2 separate regions of the Mus musculus genome follow, and region 2 is linked to region 1. A link is a contact called in public HiChIP or PLAC-seq data. All regions are on one chromosome and are shown on one strand. Each heading gives the region's core, a stretch centred on a gene start, on an enhancer-like site or on the middle of the called end of the contact. The rest is flanking DNA. Distances are from core to core; before and after follow the strand shown.

The links. HiChIP or PLAC-seq counts read pairs in DNA pulled down with a chosen protein or histone mark.
Region 2: a contact with region 1 is called in an H3K4me3 HiChIP or PLAC-seq map of stem cell-derived neural progenitor cells, with 4 times the contacts expected there. The contact joins the promoter of Snx7 here to the promoter of Frrs1 in region 1. A contact is called at or near these places in 1 of 39 promoter capture datasets (liver) and 2 of 115 datasets of contacts at active chromatin or transcription factors (bone marrow-derived macrophages and stem cell-derived neural progenitor cells).

Annotation. Positions count from the first base shown.
Region 1 is chr3:116,860,257-116,863,209 of GRCm38.p6, forward strand. It overlaps Frrs1 (ferric-chelate reductase 1), which reads left to right and starts at 1,424. Exons shown (of 17, transcript NM_009146.3): 1 at 1,424-1,453.
Region 2 is chr3:117,867,363-117,870,315 of GRCm38.p6, forward strand. It overlaps Snx7 (sorting nexin 7), which reads right to left and starts at 1,574. Exons shown (of 9, transcript NM_029655.3): 1 at 1,382-1,574. The coding sequence starts at 1,543.

The DNA of each region.
Region 1 (2,953 bases), core at 174-2,673:
TAGTTGAACCCCAAGTCTGTGGTTTTGAGCTGAAAAAATCAGTTGACTTAGTTGAAAAGTTTTAATGCCCCAAGCTGCTTTAGGTTGGAAACAAGATTTGGGCTCTCATTACTTAAAGCCCCCCTTTTAATTTTCTGGGGCGGTGGCTGCTGCGGGGGTGGGGCGGGTGGGGTTGAGGGTGGGGCGTTTGTTAAATGTTAACAGTTCTTCCTAGGCCGTTCAGAGGTGGGTGTTCTTTCCTATCTCTTCTTTTCAAATGGATCTAAAGAATTTACTGGTGTTGCGCAATGGGTAACCACAGGTCAAAGCCTGCCTCACGATCCTTCCCCCAACCCACACGTCCTCCCAAGTTAGGACGACGTGGTTAACATTTTTCAGATATAGATTTTTTTCCCTAGCACTGAACATGTTCTTTTGCAAAATAATGCAAGGCACAGACTAAAAAGAGACAATGGGAAGCCACAGCCACACGCATTTCAAGTTGTACTTTACAAAAAGAAATCTCGAAAGAGTCCTTTCAACTTTTATAATTTGTGCACTTTGGGTGGTGGTAGTGCAGACCTTTAATCCTGGCAATGTGGAGGCAGAGGCAGGAGGATCCCTGTGAGTTTGAGACCCGACTGGTCTACACAGCTAGTTCTAGAACAGCCAAGGCTACACAGAGAAACAGTGTCTCACACCCCCCCCACCAAAAACAAAACAAAACAAAACTGTGCGCTACGATTTCTTTACAAAATTTTGTAGGTAACTAAATAGTATGTGGAGTGCTGCTAGATTTAAGAAAAAAAAAAAAAAAAAAAAAAAAAGGGTGGGGTGGGGAGAAGGACTAAAGCTGGGAGTGGTGGTCCACCCATTTAACCCAGAAGGCGGCAGAGGCACAGCTAAGGCTGCTGCACAGAGAAACCCGGTCTCAAAACAAAAACAAAGGGGGCGGAGGTGGTCCTGTAAATTCTCACGGTGAACTTCAATTCTATATTTAGCCAGTCATTAAAAAGCAAACCAAACCAAGCCATCAGCATGCCTGTGGTACTGCGTACTTCAGTACTCACACTGCTAACTGAAATTGCAGTGGAACTGGGTATCCTACTTATTTGCTGAATATGGCTACCTCGCTCAGGCAGGAGGAGCAGGTGCCTTTGTCTTTGAGTCACAGGCAACAGGTATGCATTCAAATAGGCTGGTAGAGAAAACCAAGGAAAGTGTAATTTGCTCAGTGCAACAGTAGCTAGTGAGTTAAAAACACGCAGAGCGTTTTTATTTTTTAGAAACAGAACCCTTCTAGTTTCACATGTGCAGTCCTAAAGCCCATCCCGGGCTCGGAAACCAGGTAGGGCAGCTTGGGTCGCCAGCCTTCCCTGCCGGTTTCCCAGTAAGCTGGCTCCGCCTAGTTGCAGCTCCGCGGTACCCGCCGGAGCCAAGCCGGAAGTTGCTCAGGCTGCCTCTGCTGCTCAAGGTAAGAGCCCGTTCTGTTTAGTTTTCTGTGTCAAGACTCTTGGTAAAGCTTATAAAAATCAGAGCTAGCTGGGCGACGGCGGCGAGAGCAGGCACCTTGCGTGGTCTGGCAGTCAGGAGGCTGGAGGAGGGCTGCGCTCGCCGGCAGGGTTGTCTTGATCTGTCTAGCGATTTAGTTTCCCAATATGCCTCGTGACTTTGACTAAAGAGCCCTAATCCCCAAAATGGGGTAGTTGTAAGGACAGACGAGCATGAGGGCCCGAAAAGTATTGACTTTAATTTGTGCTCCATAAGAAAAATTGAACAACGGAAACTTGACTTTTGCATTGAAACCTAATGTCATAGTTTGCCCATGTGCGAGTTACTCGTGTGTGTGTGTGTGTGTGTGTGTGTGTGTGTGTGTGTGTGTTCTTATGTCTGTGCATGTCCAGCAGCCTCTTCTCTTCTCCTTTCTTTTCTTTCCTTTCCTTTTTTTCTCTTCTCTTCTCTTCTCTTCTCTTCTCTTCTCTTCTCTTCTCTTCTCTTCTCTTCTCTTCTCTTTTCTCTTCTCTTCCTCCTCTTCTCGTCTCGTCTCGTCTCGCTCTTCTCTTCTCTTCTCTTCTCTTCTCTCCCTCTCCCTCTCCCTCTCCCTCTCCCTCTCCCTCTCCCTCTCCCTCGCTTTTCTTTCCTTTCCTTTTTTCTTTCCATAATGTCTAAGGTCAAAGGGAAAATTTCAACTAACAAATGTGCTTTCTGGAATTTCTCCTAACATAGCTAAACTTTAAACTTTCAGTTCAGCTACAGGTATGTAAGTCTGCAATGGTGGAGGAAAATGTGATACAAGTTTCTATTAGCTAATAGTACATTTCTAAGAAAAGAACACTTACTTCAGGTTGGTACAACTAGGCAAGATTCCAAGGAAAGAAGGCTATTTTATCCGGAGCCCTGGCTTAGGATCTCATTAAGTAGCCTTAGCTGTCCTGGAACTTTCTCTATAGAACAGGTTGGTCTCAAACTTACAGAGATCTGCTTGCCTCTGCCTTCTGACTACTATGATTAATAGTGTGTGCCTGGTTAGGTGTTTTATTTAATTCTTACAAAGTAGTTTTTTTTTTTTTTTTTTTTTTTTTTTTTAAACTGGTACTGCCTCCAAAAATAAGAAGCCTAAGTGAGAGTGAGAATAAATAATTTGCTCTGGGTCACAACAGTGGTCCCTGACAGGTGATAATGGGTAAATGGATCAAGGTAGGGGAGATGTTCAGAGAACCTGATGACCAGAGTGCAACCCTTAGGTTGTACATGATGGAAGGAGAGAACTGACTTCTGCTAGCTGTCCTCTGACCTCTACGGCATGCCGAGGCAAGTGCAATTTAAAAACAGAGGACCAATTCAAACACAGAAATACCGTACAGTTTAATGTCGTGGTCATAGAGGATAGTGGTTGAGGACATTTACACGGACATTGCAAATTGTAGGTGTTTTAAAACAAAAGTAAAAAAAGGGAAACATGACAGTGCTTGAA
Region 2 (2,953 bases), core at 324-2,823, 1.0 Mb after region 1:
CTGGGATACAAAGCCTAGAAAAAAAGAGGCTACCTGGAGAGTTTAGAGCAATTCCAGACTATTTTGATAGACAACTTCCAATCTCAACACTCCATTCTCACGTTTGTACGTTTCACACTGATCTGAACATAAAGTGTGTGTATAATGAAGAAAAGAAAAGAAAAAAAAAACAGTATTGGGACTCTGGATGGCTCAGTAAGGTGCTTGCTATGGGACCCGTTGACCTGGATTCAATCCCCTGGACCCCACATGGTGGCTGAGCTCTGATCTCCAATTGTGCACAAAGGAGAGTATGTATGCACGCAAAGGTATGAGTGCATAAACACACACATTGATATTAAAATTTGATAGTATTGAAACTAAATGTGAAATAATCCCAGTTTTATAATTCAAATACAAAGAAAGACTAAGCACACATAACTGATATACCATCTACTTAGAATGCAACTGGGTGTCCAATCTCACATGCTCTAGGGGTGCAAAACGATGTTTGTGAGCTCCGCACTGGAGTCCAAGGGTGTTGGTTACTTGCTAACTTCTGTTTAACAGTTTTAAGTTGGTGGGCTCATGTAACATCTCAAGGCAACATGTCACTACTGAATAGTCATTGATCCAATGTTCCCACTGAGCACTTTTGAAAAACTGCTGTGACACTGGGACTGTGCCAAAAGAAAGGTATTTTTTTGTTGTTGTTTCCAACTTTCAGGAAGGGCAAGTTTGCATCAAGTCTACCACTACTGCCGGTATGTCCATTTCTGTCTAATTATATCACTAGCCAGGGAGCGCCTTTGAGGCTAGATTTCCAAGGCAAATGGGAAGGAAATATGCAGACTGGAGCTGAGGGTTGGACCAGAATAACTGCCCAATTTAAAGTCTTCAGCTGTGCCTGTGGTAGAGGCTAGGCTTTCTCAATCCTGAAAGGATTTCTACACCCAATGGTCACAGGTTTCCAGACTCTCTTAGAATGTGACTCAACTCTCCCATTTACACATAACAACAGTAAATCAAAAACCACCTCCCTGCACTAAGGCAATCACAATTGCTCTCCTGGACTTTAGGATTGTCAAGAAGCCTAGGGGAGGGGGAGGAGCTGGGGGGGGGGGAGGGAGAAGCAGTTTCAGGCCACCCGCACACGGTGAGGAATGTCGCTGTCAAGCAAGGAAAAATGGAAAGACGAAGAGAGAAAAAAAAAATCAGAACTTTTCAGACTCCATGAGCCTTGGCCCTGCCACTGATAAAAGTGAAGAGGAGGGAACGACTAGTTCAGCCTTGGAGGTACTGTCCCCAGCTCCAGCTCCATTGGAGAGTTGAGTCACCCTGGAACTTTCCCTGGACAGGCAGTCCCCGCCACCACGGCCATGGCCACGTCCCCTGCCCTCACCTTACTGAACACCTCCAGGTCGTCCTCGTCCTCGTCCAGATCCAGCACATCGGCCTGCAGCAGGCTGCAGGAACCGCTGCCACTCGGGATCGGGGCGCCGCCCCGCGGGCTCTCCCCGACCGCCAGCTCCGAGGAGCCCGACGCCAGGCGCTCGCCGTCCATCCCGGCAGTGCGCGCCCAGCCGGCCGCCTCTGCCAGCCCGGCTCCCCCGCGCGCGCCCATTGGCTCCCGAGGCGCCCTGCGCCTCCCTGGCCAGCCCAGCTCCTGCCCCTCGGCCGTGCGCAGACGCGGAACTGCGGGAGCCCGCGGCGCCGGGCCGGGCCGGGGCGGGAGAGCGGTGGGGCCTGCCCAGCCACAACCTGGCTCAGATCTACAGCCCGACTTTTAAATTCTGACTCTAGGAACACCGCCAGGGTGGGCCATGGAGATACAGAGGACAGGAGGTGGTGTTCTCGCCCTGACACAGCCAAGGGCCACCAGGTTTGTGCGTGAAGTGGCAGGATCTATATACACAACCAGCTGACCCAGCTTGATTTCCTGTTCTGAAAAGTGCCCTTTTCCCAGGTTGTGACTTTTTTTCCCATTCTCAAGTCTGTCTTTACAGAGACTAATGCAAAAATTAAAGACATCTGAACCTCCTGGTTTTCAATTGTTTGTTTGTTTGTTTTTTCCCATCGATTGGATTTTGTTGTCCTTTTACTGTCGAGTTAAGGAAGCTGAGGCTGAACAATTATTTTCAGCTACTTTCTAACATAGCTTTCTCCTGGAACTCTTCCTGAAGTTAATGTGCAAGAATGTTTCCAAGCTCCAAGGTCTGCCAGCAGCCCTGGGTATTGCAAGGAGAAAGAAACAATCTTGCATGCCTTTTCATACAGCCAGTGCAAAGCTGGAACTATTTAGTTGTTCATTGCTTGGTTTTTATAGATTCAAAGTTAATGAAAAATTGAGTACTAATTGATATATGTTAGAACTAGCTTCCATTTTTATTATTTATTCCTTTTGGTCTTCTCTCTCTCTTTCTCTCTCTCTCTCTCTCTTTAAATTTCTAAATGAAGATTCCTGTAAGAGCCAAATATGGGAATGCTTGACTGTAATTTCAACACAGGGTAGACTGAGGCAAGAGGACTTGCACTTTGAGGCCAGCTAATTATAACATAGGTTGAAAAAAGAAAACAGAGAGGGGAAACAGATAAAAAGCTTCCCAATTTAAATATTTTTATTTCTGGTTGAGACAGTTCCTCAATATATCCCCTTTTAACTATTTAAGGACCTCCAGTGTGTTTCAGGATATGACCCACATAGCATCCAGCCTGGTCACCGGCTACTTAAATGTACAAAATGTTCCTTTGCCTTATGGTTGGTGTCCTCAAAATACTGTGTTCTGCCAGTCTTCCAGGAATTATCTATAGTCCCATCAATTTTAGTAAGACTTGTGAAATGACAGTCTGGTCCCAGTTTCTCCTTTGGTTTTATCATACAGATTGTGTGTCTTACATTCCTTAGTAAACAAACCATAATGGGTTTTAGGTTGAGAACCATGAAATATCTTAGTAAAGCGCATTATGAGACATA